Linked DNA regions of Zea mays: region 2 is linked to region 1. A link is a contact called in public Hi-C data. All regions are on one chromosome and are shown on one strand. Each heading gives the region's core, a stretch centred on a gene start, on an enhancer-like site or on the middle of the called end of the contact. The rest is flanking DNA. Distances are from core to core; before and after follow the strand shown. Region 1 overlaps LOC100194134. Region 2 holds the start of LOC100381789 (DNA topoisomerase 2).

The links. A called contact is a pair of places that touch in the nucleus more often than the background predicts.
Region 2: a Hi-C map of endosperm shows a contact between it and region 1, with 2.7 times the contacts expected there. The contact joins the promoter of LOC100381789 here to the enhancer-like site in region 1.

What each region holds. Positions count from the first base shown.
Region 1 is chr4:163,535,366-163,542,420 of Zm-B73-REFERENCE-NAM-5.0, forward strand. LOC100194134 reads left to right here. Exons shown (of 7, transcript NM_001139186.2): 3 at 2,622-3,042; 4 at 3,353-3,443; 5 at 3,946-4,282; 6 at 4,373-4,521; 7 at 4,650-5,663. The coding sequence ends at 5,166. It also overlaps the pseudogene LOC109946056. Among protein-coding and RNA genes, the nearest start is that of LOC100194134, 5.0 kb to the left of the region's middle. Within about 2 kb of position 5,391, at least 19 of the 20 cell types and tissues checked have an H3K27ac peak or open chromatin away from gene starts, as enhancers often do. A contact at or near this core is called in endosperm, where this site is marked.
Region 2 is chr4:163,715,429-163,722,552 of Zm-B73-REFERENCE-NAM-5.0, forward strand. It overlaps LOC100381789 (DNA topoisomerase 2), which reads left to right and starts at 5,061. Exons shown (of 22, transcript NM_001321354.1): 1 at 5,061-5,735; 2 at 6,834-7,124. The coding sequence starts at 5,187.

The DNA of each region.
Region 1 (7,055 bases), core at 4,141-6,640:
CTGCGGTCGGACTCCCCAAGCGTCGGTGTCCTGGCTCTAGACCCCAAACATACCACTTGTATTAAATCCTATCAATCCACCAGATCCTGATCCATAACAACATGGTATCAGAGATGTCCAACGATCCTCCATCTTCCACCCACCCGCCACATCCGACCTTCCATCCACCACCACGCTAGGCGTGCCCCTTCACCTCCTGCCAATGCCAGCATCGCCATCCCCAATACCATCATATGCACTGGCCCCAATGGGAACAATACAATATACAATGACAACAACACCATCACCATCAAGACCGGCATCTACATCTTTGGAACTTCACCCACCTCCATACAGCTAGGACGCCCCCCCCTCCGGCAGCGTCGAGGGTCGGAGTTTATACAGCGCACCGCAGGGGGGTCGGCCTCCGTACATGGTGGCCATGTCGTCTGAGCCCATGCCGACCCCACAGGGACCAACTCTCTGCTTCTACAAGGTCGACTTTTTGACCTACGACGGCACCGTCGACCCGCTCAATTGGATCACAGCCAATGTGAGCAGTACTTCCGCGACCAACGTACGCCGACCTTGGATCGCACCTAGCTGGCGTCGTACCACCTCATTGTGTCGTCCAGACATGGTACTACACCCTCTAGCAGGGCGAAGGCATGCCAGGGTGAGGGCGCTTCCGTGAGCTTTGCACCTTGCGTTTTGGACCGGCAGTACGCGGGACCAGGCTGTCTAAGCTCGCCCGGCTGCCGTTCACATCTACGGTGCATGATTATGCCGAAAGATTCAATGAGTTACTGTGTCATGCACACAACCTCTCGGCGTCCCAAAAGGCGAAGCTCTTTGTGGGGGGCCTTCTGGATCACATAAAGGTTGACGTCGATCTATGCGATCCACAGGCCTTCCTGACGGCAATAGTGCCACCCACCACCATGACGCTGACACCATCATCCTCTTCTACACCCCTTCACACTTGAAACTGTAGCCGCTGTGGTCCAGGACCTCAAGCGATCTGTGGTCGCAACCATGCAGGCAACATTGGCAGCCACCCTTCTTCCTCTGCAGCAACAACCACTACCGCCGATATCTTATGGCATGCCGCGTACCAGCGGCACCAGATTTGCCCCTTTACCTCATATCCATGCCACCATCACCATCGCCAATTCCATTGTATGCCCTCTCATCAACAACGTCGCCGAAATTCACGATGGCAATGTCTCCTTCACTGACCCCGTTGTTCGCTGCCCCCAAGCCTGTGCCGCCACAGCAGCACTGCGATGGCGTCTTCTACGGGGGTGTGGATGGCATTCGGACATCGATGGCGTAGCTACAGGTGACGACACACTGCCTCCTAGCACGCCGACAAGGACAACGCCCCATCTTTAGGCGGCGGCACCCAGTCGACCTAGCAACCTTGCAGCCTCTCACGGAGAGGAAGGCGATTGCACGAGCGAGTGCCTGCAAGGTGTCAGCGGCTGCAGGCTGCGGCGCGTGGCTTCCTAGTGCGTCGGCAGATGCTCGAGGCAACCTTGGTGGTGGTCGACCTCGACACACGGCGGCGCGACCTCGCCCTGTCGGACGACTATCAGCAACCACATTGGCTCGCTGTCTCCAAGTGCGAGCATAGTGCGTGTCCCGCGGGCGACGAACTCCAGCTCTACAGCAGAGGCGGTAGGTAAGGCGCTCCTCTCCTTGTCATCAGCGAGGGCCGCTACCGGCCGCCACGAGGGCGCTTCCGCTGGTCATTGTTGTGTCTTATTCCAGGTTGCTATCCACGTGCTCCTCTTTCATCTAGATGGCGTCCATGGGATCCAGGTGGCTGCACACATGCAGGTCCAATGCGCGGAGGGTGTTTGCCTTATCTTAAGGGGTCAAAGAAAAAATAAAGAGTCGCGGTCTAATTTAGGTTCGGAATAATAAAATAAGCTGAGATGTAAAAGACTTATTTTTATGTGTTAAGTTTCTGTATAGCAGAATCATCGTTAGGCTGCAGCTCGAGGACGACCTGCTTGTCTAGAAGGGGTGTAGTGTCAGGTCCCCTCAGGTAGGTTAGGTAAAGATAAGGCTAGTTCGGGATAAAATTAGAATTAGAGATAAGATTATATTTTGTGCTTAGAGGTCAAGTAACCCTCTCTATATAAGAAGGACTGTATCAATTGAAGGTAAGCAAGAGATTAGAAGCAAGCCTTCTTCTTGCCTGGCCGTGGGCAAAGCCCTATGCCCGGCCTCCCCAAGCGTCGGGGTCCTGGCCCTAGACCCCAAACCTTCCACTCGTATTAAATCCTATCAACCCACCAGATTCTGATCCATAACAGATAGTCTCCATCACATAGTTTTTCTAAGACAAGTTTCTTTCTTTTATCATTTTCATACGTCTGACATATGTAGTTGTAAAGATATTTGGTGAAAATGAAATAGTTTTGCAGCAAGCATGGAATATAGTTTTTTTTTACTGGAGGGGTTTTATACTCTTATTACATTTGTATAAATTGTAATTGTTTCGTTCTCATAGTAAACGGTGTGATATTAAGTACTTCATTTTAAATTGCAAGTCGTTATACATAGCTTTTGCTTTGTCAAGTCATGAATTACATTGTGCTCAAATTTATTTTGTAACACGAGCCATTTCACAGGAGCAAAAACGAGTGGATTTTGAAGAGAGAAAAAAACTTGATCAACAACGAGCGAAATTTAAGTCGCAGACAGCTCAGTATGAGGATGAGCTAAAGAGGAAGCGACTGCAGGCTGAACATGAGGCGCAAAGGTTAAGAAACCAAGAGCTCGTGAAGATGCAAGAGGAATCTGGGATTAGGCTAGAGCAGATCAGGCGGGCGACTGAGGAGCAAATCCAGGAACAACGGAGGCAGACAGAGAGGCAAAGGGCTGATCTAGAGCAGGCGACCCTTTCAAAGAAAGCCATGGCAGAGGCGGAGGGGAGAATACTAGTAACAAAGCAAACTGAAGATGTGAAGAGGCGATTGCTTTTGGAGGAGATAAATGCTGACAGGGAGAAGTGGATCCAAGTGATAAATACAACCTTTGAGCATATCGGAGGTATGCCATACTATGTGAATAGTTTTTTGTTAGACCTTTTTATGCAGTCCTTTTAAACTATTTCTAATAGTTTGTGTCAAATAGCTTGGGTATTTGATAAAACCTAAAGTTATTATTTGCAATTAAAACTGGTATTTGGATACTACGGGTACCAGCAAATGTCACTTTACTCAGACCGTTTACTCCTATGTTGTATTCAACCTAGGGATGTTAGGGGTCTTTATGTGCTTATTATATTATGAAACATCAGTGGTGACATATAAAACTTTGTGACACCTTTGCGTCATTCCTTCTTTACCTTTTTCCCCAGGTGGTTTGCGAACGATACTAACTGATCAAAATAAGCTAGTGGTAGCAGTGGGAGGTGTAACAGCACTTGCTGCAGGGATATACACCACAAGGTAAAGTTCATGTTATCTATGTTTCAATTTCTTGTTTTAGTTGTGTGGTTCACTCACCATAATTCTGGTGTTTCTTCTGCATTGGAGCTCATAAGTTACTGAATTAAACTGCTGCTGTGTATCCACCTCTCAAAATTTGAACTCAATGATGAATATGAAACCAATTGTGGTGCCAGAGTTACATCTTATGCGATATACTAGTAGTCACATGATGCAAGAGGAATTTGCACAAATGAACATAACCTTTGTGTTGCCATATTTCTTTTAAATTTGTCTTTTTTTCCCTTTTGACGATTCTTATATCTACCACATTTTGTTTTAAGGTCAGTGAGTATATTTCAAATGATGCAAGAGGAATCTGCACAAACGAACATAACCTTTGTGTTGATTGTTTTGGAGTGCCTTTTTTTTTCATTTCTCATTCATTCACGTAAATCTGACCTTTTTGCTGATTTTATTTTCTGCTTGATGCCCTTACGTAGATTCACATATTTTTCCCCAGGGAGGGTGCAAGAGTAGTCTGGGGCTATGTTGATCGTATTCTTGGTCAGCCATCACTGATAAGGGAGTCATCACGGGGGAAATATCCCTGGTCTGGTTCCCTATCACGTGCTACAAGTACCCTGACTAGCAAATTGAAGAGTGGAAGCAACCTAGGGAAGGACGGGAATGGGTTTGGTGATGTTATTCTAAATCCTTCTCTCCAGAAGAGAGTGAAGCAGCTTGCTAATGCCACAGCCAATACGAAACTTCATCAAGCTCCTTTCAGGAACATGCTTTTCTATGGGCCTCCTGGCACAGGGAAAACCATGGCAGCACGAGAACTAGCTCGCAATTCTGTATGTTTCATTCATAGACCATATCTATGTCAGCATTAATAAAACCGTCTGAAATACGGCTGCCCCAATAAATGTTGCCACCATTTGCAGGGATTAGATTATGCACTAATGACTGGTGGAGATGTTGCACCATTAGGATCACAAGCAGTCACCAAGATCCATCAGTTGTTTGACTGGGCGAAGAAATCTAACAGGGGTTTGCTCCTCTTCATAGATGAAGCAGATGCTTTCTTGTGCGAGTAAGTGCAAACAAAATCTTCAGATACTTTTTCTTGTGCGAGTAGTGCTCAGTTTCTCACCCATAACTTGCAAACTGTAGCGTTGACATCTCAGACCGTTTTTGTTTTTTTTTTGGGGTACCCTACAGACGAAACAAAACTTACATGAGCGAAGCTCAAAGGAGTGCCCTGAACGCTCTCCTCTTCCGCACAGGCGACCAGTCCAAGGACATCGTCCTTGCGCTTGCCACCAACAGGCCTGGCGATCTCGACTCGGCCGTCGCCGACCGTATCGACGAGGTCCTGGAATTCCCCCTGCCCGGGGAAGACGAGCGGTTCAAGCTCCTGAAGCTATACCTGGACAAGTACGTCATCAGAGCCGGCGACAAGCGCGAGAAGAGCTGGCTCCGTTTCTTCCGCCGCCAGCCCCAGAAGATCGTGGTGAAGGGCGTCACCGACGACCTGATCCGCGAGGCGGCGGCCAAGACCCAGGGCTTCTCCGGACGAGAGATAGCCAAGATGATGGCCAGCGTCCAGGCGGCTGTCTACGGGAGCAAGGACTGCGAGCTAACCCCTGGCCTGTTCCGTGAGGTCGTGGACTACAAGGTCGCTGAGCACCAGCAACGGAGAAGATTAGCCGGTGAGGAGCCAAAGCAGGATGCCTAGGTTGACCCTTTTTTTTTATTCATTCACCCCCGTTTTGCCTTCCCGGGATAGATAGCTTCATCAGACAACACAGCCTAGCTACACAATGTGCAGGCGACGCCCAACTAAAAGCTCAATCAGACAACAGAGCCACGGCTCCCAGAGACGTCGGCACGTCGCACCAGTCAAGCAGCGCTAGGATGTTGTGCTTAGGCAGTTAGGCGCACTCGCGGAGGGGACTGCAGGCCGTGACCTAGCACCGCTGCTGTCAGGCTCGAGCCGCAGCCCTGGCAAGTCCGTCCTCACCCTCGTGCTCTGCTGACTGAAGACATACAGCAAAACCAATAAGGGAACAGTAGTCTGCTGTTAAGGAAGGGAATGTCGAACTTCAGGCATACAGCAAGACTAGGCTGTTAGTCGGCAAGGTTTGTTGTTTGCACAACATTAGATTCTTCTATTCAAGGCAGATTGCTAATATGATCAAACACTTAGCCTGCAACGCAAGAAAGATTGCAAGTATGGTCTGCATTTGATACTGAAAACACCTTGTCCTTTTATCCTCCTATCGTAGAATCCATCAGTCAATTAACTAAGACCAATTAGGCAACAGGTTTGCACCGTGTGATATACCTTTGCTACAACGGAAATGACACTTCAAGCATCGATTAACTAATTCTGTACCACAAGAAAGTCTCATAAGACTTTGTTCGTTTACACCAATTCAGTTCTGGATTAGCATGAATTGGAATTAAATTCATGTCACAATTCATGTCCCAAATAATCTAAGTCTACTTAATTTTTTTTATTTGGTTAAACTCATCATCGAATATAACCCAAGGGTTTAGGATTTTTTAAAACTATGTAAGACATTGATTTTATCCATAGCTCATTAGGTATGGAACAAATCCATGAAAATATTGCACAAATTTACATTAGAATCCATGGATCAAAATAATAACTAGCTTTGATATACACATGGATTAAATCCCACCACGTGATTGGATGTGAGGTATGGATTCACTCAATCTATACCTGAATTAAATCCATGGTGGAATTTCATCCCATATAACCGAATAAGGCTTAAATTGGTTTAACGTTACATTCCGGAACACATAAAATCTAACGATAACGGCAAACTAAACCCATCTCGATCGAAGAATCGGAAGAGCAACAAAAAAGGTGAGGTACGTAATGTTGAAGAAATAGCCATTTTCAGTTTTAATTTAATCTAGAAAATCACAGTGATGTATATGACGACATGTATGTGCATATGTGTATCACTACTCACATAAGCAGTAAACAACAATAAAATATACACAAATTCAAAGAACATATTGTACCTTCTGGAGGGACCGATGCTCAAGGCATTAGTGACTCCATTCACACGAGACATTTTGTGTGTATGTTCGATGTAGTCGTACACAATCGACGCAGGCAGATGTACGCAGTGCAGTTCCACGAACGGCGACGGCGACGAGGAACTTGATCAGTGCTGGTCGAGCGGACGAAGCGAGCAGTCTCTCTACGGACACCCGTGCAAGTGTCTCTCTGCGGAGGACGATTTCGGAGGCCTGCTCTCCCACACTGTCTGTGATCGCAGAAGGCGGGACGGGAATGGCTGTGTGCAACGCGTCTGAGACTGTACGTGCCTACTGTCTTGTCGTCACCAGGAACAGACTCACCTCTTTCGTATATATACACGCGTAGAGGGAGGCCAACGGACAGTAACGGTCGCCATCAGAGCTACTGTGGCAGAACCTCCCAAGATATCGGGCCCACATGCACCTGTCTTTGTCTTAAAGACCTCAGACAGCCATGCATGTGCACCAGATAACTTAATAGGATCCGTCTGATTGCCCCAAGGACATCAGATAAACCACTTACAATCAGAACCGCGGGATTAAGTAACA
Region 2 (7,124 bases), core at 3,811-6,310, 180 kb after region 1:
GCGGTTACAAGCGACCCCCCACTTTTGCCAGACCAACGGGCGGAAGGGGCGGGCAGCCATGCAGGCGGCATGCAACCGCGCCAGGTGGACGCGCTTCTCCGACTTCTGACATGCCAGCTTGGAAGCCCAGGCCCACGCGTCAAGCAACCGGCGCGCCAGTTGCTGCATGCAAGCAACCGCACCACCACTTGTGCCACCGTGGCGCCTCTTCGGTTGCGGAGCCTATGCCGCGACTCGAGGCGACCCAGCAGCGCCGGCCTGGCGTGTCGGTCAAAGCGACCGAAAGTGGGCCGGCGGTAATGGCGGTGGCAGGCGGGCGGGCGCAGCAGTCACGTCGTCAGCCAGGCTCACGTCTCATCCTGGGACAGCAAGAGAGCCTCCTCTCACGGCGTGAAGACGGTGCACCCGTGACCCGTTCCTCGAACGGATCGCGCACGCGCAACGGCCGCCCCGCCAACCACTCGCCCCGCCGCATTAACTCCGCGGCGGGACAGGCGGCGCCTCTGACGGGAGGAGCGCGCGACGCTTCACCTTCGCCGTAATAACCGCGTCAGAAAAGGTACGCCACGTCGTTCGATTTCGTATCCTTTTCCTTTTTCCTCTTTCTCTATCTCTTGCAACAGGGACCGGGAAAGGGGGATACCCCGAAAAGGATCCTTCTCCGCGAAGGAACCGGGCTCCGAGCCCCCCCTACTGATCAGGGGTTCGAAGGCTGGCCCTCCGAAGGGTTCAACAGTCGCCTCAGATCGCGTGGGCCCGACACCCACTACTGGTCAGGGGTTCGAAGGCCAGCCCCCCGAAGGGTTCCATGGCCGCCTCAGGCTACTCGGGCTCCGCGCCCATTACTGATCAGGGGTTCGAAGGCTGGCCCCCGAAGGGTTCACAGTCGCCTCAGACACCGAGCGAGGGATGACCAGGGGTACGTTCGATACATAACCGAGGCTCGGGCTGCGCTCCCGAGGTACCCTAGGACATTTCCGAGACCAGCGGGAACGATCTTGTAACGGAATCCCATCAGAGGGAGGCATCGAGCCCTCGGACCCCGTCGCCAGGGGACCGGGTCCGGCAAATCACCCGCAGGTACTTTTGGGCGTGCCTCTGGGCCCCTAGCCGACCCCCAACGAACGGGGCACGGACGTCCACTCGGATTACCCGCTTGCAGCTCACCGGAGACACCATGTTCGGTGCCCATCGAGGGTAACATGGCGCACTCCCCCCCTCCTCCTTGCGGAAAGGCGACGTAAGGGCGTATGTAAAAAGTCGAGTCTGTCCCTGATCGTCCTCTCGCCCTATGCAGAGGCTCGGGGGCTGCTCTCGCAAAAACCGGCTCCGGCCGAACCGTTGACAGCGTCAACATACCAGCCCGAGAGCTTGGGCCCCGACCGTGCACCCGGGCTACGGCCAGTTCGCATGAGGGAACGACCAGACCAGCCGAAGCATTACGCAAGGTATTAAGACCTCGAAGGAGTGTAACCACTCCTCCGAGGCCTCGGGGGCTACACCCGGCGGGTGCGCTCGCGCGCACCCACCGGAACAAAATGCAACCGAGAAAGGCTGGTCCCCTTGCAAAAAAGTGCGACGAAAGCCTCCAAGCGAGTGCTAACACTCCCTTCGAGGCTCGGGGGCTACTGTCGGGGACCATAATTAGGGGTACCCTCAAGACGCCTAATTCTCAGCTGGTAACCCCCATCAGCATAAAGCTGCAAAGGCCTGATGGGTACGATTAAGTCAGGGATCAGTCCACACGAGTGACTCGATCACGCTTCACCCGAGCCTAGCCTCGGCCAAGGGCAGCCGACCTCGAGAGACTTCCGTCTCGCCCGAGGCCCCCCTTTTTACGGCGGACACATCACCGGCTCGCCCGAGGCCTTGGCTTCGCTCAGAAGCAACCCTGACTAAATCGCCACACCGACTGACCAAGTTGCAGGAGCATTTAACGCAAAGGTGGCCTGACACCTTTATCCTGACACGCGCCCCCCCCCCCCGGCAGAGCCGAAGTGACCGCCGTCACTCCACCGCTCCTCTGACCGGTCTGACAGAAGGACAGCGCCGCCTGCGCCACTCCGACTGCGGTGCCACTCGACAGAGTGAGTCTGACAGGCAGTCAGACCTTGCCAAAGGCGCCACGGCGAACTCCGCTCCGCCCGACCCCAGGGCTCGGACTCGGGCTAAGACCCGGAAGACGGCGAACTCCGCTCCGCCCGACCCCAGGGCTCGGACTCGGGCTAAGACCCGGAAGACGGCGAACTCCGCTCCGCCCGACCTCAGGGCTCGGACTCGGGCTAAGACCCGGAAGACGGCGAACTCCGCTCCGCCCGACCCCAGGGCTCGGACTCGGGCTAAGACCCGGAAGACGGCGAACTCCGCTCCGCCCGACCCCAGGGCTCGGACTCGGGCTAAGACCCGGAAGACGACGAAACTCCGCCTCGCCCGACCCCCGGGCTCGGACTCCGCCCTGGCCTCGGCCGAACGACTTCCGCCTCGCCCGACCCCATGGCTCGGGCTCGGCCTCGGCAACAGAGGACAGTCTCAACCTCGGCTTCGGAGGAGCCCCCGCGTCACCCTGCCTAGGGCACAGACCCGCCACGTCAACAGGAAGCGCCATCATCATCCTACCCCGAATCGACTCGGGTCACGGAGAACAAGACCGGCGTCCCATCCGGCCAGCTCCGCCGGATGGGCAATGATGGCGCTCCACAAGCTCTGTGACGACGGCGGCCCCCAGCTCTCTTACGGAAGCAGGGCGACGTCAGCAAGGACTCGACCGCTCCAACAGCTGTCCCTCCGCCAGGCTCCGTCGCACCTCCGACAGCCACGACATCACGCCAGCAAGGTGCCAAGACCTCTCCGGCTGCCACATTGGCATGTACCTAGGGCGCTAGCTCTCTCTCCGCTAGACACGTAGCACTCTGCTACACCCCCCATTGTACACCTGGATCCTCTCCTTACGACTATAAAAGGAAGGACCAGGGCCTTCTTAGAGAAGGTTGGCCGCGCGGGACCGAGGACGAGACAGGCGCTCTCTTGGGGCCGCTCGCTTCCCTCACCCGCGTGGACGCTTGTAACCCCCCTACTGCAAGCGCACCTGACCTGGGCGCGGGACGAACACGAAGGCCGCGGGACTTCCACCTCTCTCACGCTCGACTCCGGCCACCTCGCCTCTCCCCCCTTCGCGCTCGCCCACGCGCTCGACCCATCTGGGCTGGGGCACGCAGCACACTCACTCGTCGGCTTAGGGACCCCCCTGTCTCGAAACGTCGACAGCAGCCAAATGTCCAGGCAAAGCTAAAATAGCTGCCCACGAGCTATTGTAGCAGCATAAAACTGTTTCCAACGGGACAACCAATCGAGGCAGGCAAAAAGGATGGGAAGAGAGACGATGAAAGGTAAAATAGCTTGCACTGTAGCGAGCAACCATTTTCTTCGTTTGTGTCTGACTACTTGACCTCACCATGTGTTTGATTTATTGGACTGTCTTTTTGCCTGTGCTGTTGGAAACACGTGTCATATGCATAAAGTTCGGGTGGCTGCTTGATTTACCTGGCTCATGTTGTAGTCAGTCTAAGGTGCTGTTTAGTTACGACCGTGTGAATGTAAGCGATAATGGAATGGTTACAACCGTGATCTGAGAAAATGTAACTGAAGCCCGTGATTGTTTGTTTATGGGAACTTCCTTCTCACTTGTGTACGAGATCGGATACCACATGAAGGCGAGCGGTATGCCCATTTGTACTGCGTCGTATCTGTTAACAGCGTGGTCTGTTACCGTCAAAAGCAACCAAACAGGAAACAATGTGATCCGATAACGATGCAAACTGATTACGGACAAAAAAACCCAACCAAATAGCATGTAAGTGTGAAGTTTAAGGGGTGTTTGGAAGCAAATTACTTTTAGAGTTTTGAGATAAAACCATGGTACCAAAGAATACCATAATATTTTTTGCCGAGTGGTGTTTGTCTACATTGAAAAAACTATGTTTTAAATACCATGATATTTTTGGAGTATTTGAAACTCCACTCCAATTCAAAGTTTTTGTTTATGACCAGCCTTGCACATGTATATCTTTGGTTTAATTTTAGTCACTAAAAAAGCAAGCATGATAACTAAAGTGGGATAACTAAATTTTAGGCTATCTGCAGCGGTTTCCCCTAAAATTTTCCCCCTATATCACTTTTTTGTGTCACATCATCAATATTCCATCCCCTGCTTTTCAATCTCCCGCAGCGGTTCCCTCTAAATACTTCCCCTATACCCCACTACAACTATAAAATATCATTTACTACACCTATTTTTCATTTATTATCAATTTTTATTCTACTAACAATTAATTCAACAGTATAAGCACAGTGTTTAGAGGGCTTGCCACAGCCCTCCACATCTAGCGGAGCACTGCTCCCAGCGCTACCACTGTTGCTTGTAGGGGAAGGTTTAGGGGTGGCCGCTGCACCCATCTCGTTACCCTAAATGTACACAGTGCAAGGGGAGGGGGAAGGGCGCGGCATGCGCTGCGGACAGCCTTAGTTCATTAGTCACAAAGGGTTATTAAAAGGGACTAAAGTAGGATTTTACTTCATTTGCTCTCTTCTCTTCCTTTGTGTAGCAAACATCGATTAATTAATATGAATAATGTAGTCATTATTCACAATAATTAATGCCTTTTAGTCACGTTCTGAGATGAGAAATTTGCTGCGAGGGGAGGGACGCAGCGGATGGGTGCGTGGTGGTGGAGCTTGGGAGCGATGGATTGTGGACGCACTTTTAGATTTTTAATAGGAGTCTTATAAATTAAGAGGCACATAACCGTTAAAGTTTGATTTGGTGACAAAGTGATTACATATGGATTGAAGGTAATTGAATGGGAAATAAACTAATTTTTCCCTTAATCCTTTGTGATCCCGGATCATCAAATCAACCCTAAGTTAAAAAATTCCACCGCGCGATCCCTCATCCACTGGTCCCACCATCCGTCCCCTAGTCCGCCGCCTCCCGCCTCACGCACCCCAAATTCAAATTTCGAATCCCAGAAGGACAGCACCGTTGCCCTTCGGCTTCGATAAACACCCCTCAACCCCCATTGCTTTCTAGCCCCAGATCCCCAATCCCCAAGACCCCAACGCCTCACGCACCCCTCAACCCTACCGCAGCTGCGCAGGCACACGACCTCCGTGTGCAGCGCATCGCCGCCATGACGGGTCCCTTACACTCCAGCTCCGGCCACAACGCCGCCGCCGGCGGCGGGGGCAAGACCATCGAGGAAATGTACCAGAAGAAGACGCAGCTGGAGCACATCCTGCTGCGCCCTGACACCTACATTGGCTCGGTGGAGAAGCATACCCAGACGCTCTGGGTCTACGAGGACGGCGCCATGGTGAACCGCTCCGTCACCTACGTCCCTGGACTCTACAAGATCTTCGACGAGATCCTCGTCAACGCCGCCGACAACAAGCAGCGGGATCCCAAGATGGACGCGCTCCGCGTCGAGATCGACGTCGACGGCTGCTCCATCTCCGTATACAACAACGGCGACGGGATACCCGTCGAGGTCCACCAGGAGGAGGGCGTCTACGTGCCAGAGATGATTTTCGGCCACCTCCTCACCAGTAGCAACTACAACGACAACGAGAAGAAGACAACCGGCGGGAGGAACGGATACGGCGCCAAACTCACTAACATCTTCTCCACGGAGTTCGTCATCGAGACCGCTGATGGACGTCGCCAAAAGAAGTACAAGCAGGTGACATGTTTTGGCTGTATCTTGCCCTTTTGATTTGCCATATTTCCGCTGTGGATTTGTTTCGAAATGGAGTAGATCTGGCAAAACATATTAGCTACTTGTTTTTGTACTCGAGATTCTATAGTTGATATGATTATTAGAAGTAAGTGCCTTCTGTTATCAGTTTAAAATCTGGTGGATAAAGCATTCGAGTGCACAATTTTTTTCAGCAGTTCAGTACAGCTTCTCTTTTGATTTGCTTAAGGTTTAGAAGTGAATGAGTTCATAAATTTTGTCCTAATGATACCTAAGAATAAGACTCCTTTTCAATTTAGTACTGAACTCTTGTTGTTTTGTGTTATATGCCAAAGTTGTGACGAAATTTCATATTTAATTGTTCTGGCATTGGCTAGTAATGTTTTGGATCAGCATGACACAATTCGTTACTTGTTGAGTGGCATTGTCAATATGAACTGATTCAGCCTACACATGTTATGGGGGCAGGTCAAATTTCAAGATACTGAGCGTGGTTATTAAAAAGTCGCTTAAGCGTCTTTTAAGCGTCAAAACGCTGCTAAGTGCCTGAAGCACTAAAACGTTTCACAAAAAGCGTAAAGCACTAGCTTTAGGCGTATAAACACCCGCCTGTCGCCTCTGCGCCCTTGTGCCTGTCATCCGCCGCAGCAAGAAAGGGAGATTGAGATGATGGTTACTGATATTGATGATTTGGATGATGATTACTGAGAAATCATAAATGGAAGGGGGATTGAGAGTGACACTTCTGTCATTGTTGTTGTGGGCATGCCATTTTAGTTGATTGTGTGCTTGTGGTTGTCACATGCCATTTTAGAACTTGTGGTTTTAGTTGATTGTGTGCTTGTGATTATGGACGTGTCATCTTAGAACTTGTTATTATGGGAGGTTGGTATTTCCCTTGATATTATTATGTGAACTTATGTTACATTGATATTTTGTCCATGTTGTTTAAAAAGACGTTTTAAAGCTCGCTTAAACGTTTTAAAGTCAAAAAATACTCATGAGTGCTTCAACGATTTATCGCTTTAATAACCATGCCACCATGGTACCGAGTGTGAAGTTCCTTCTTGAATTCAAATGCAGGTTTTCTCTGAAAACATGGGGAAGAAGTCAGAGCCCCAGATTACCAAGTGCAAGCAGGGCGAGAACTGGACCAGGGTCACCTTCAAGCCTGATCTTGCCAAGTTCAACATGATCCATCTCGAAGATGATGTTGTAGCCCTCATGAGGAAGAGAGTGGTTGATATGGCAGGCACTCTTGGCAAAACAGTGAAGGTTGAGTTGGATGGGCACAGGGTGCCCATAAAGAGCTTCTGTGATTATGTCGACCTGTATATGAAGAGTGCTAACTGTGACAGACCTGATAATTTCAAA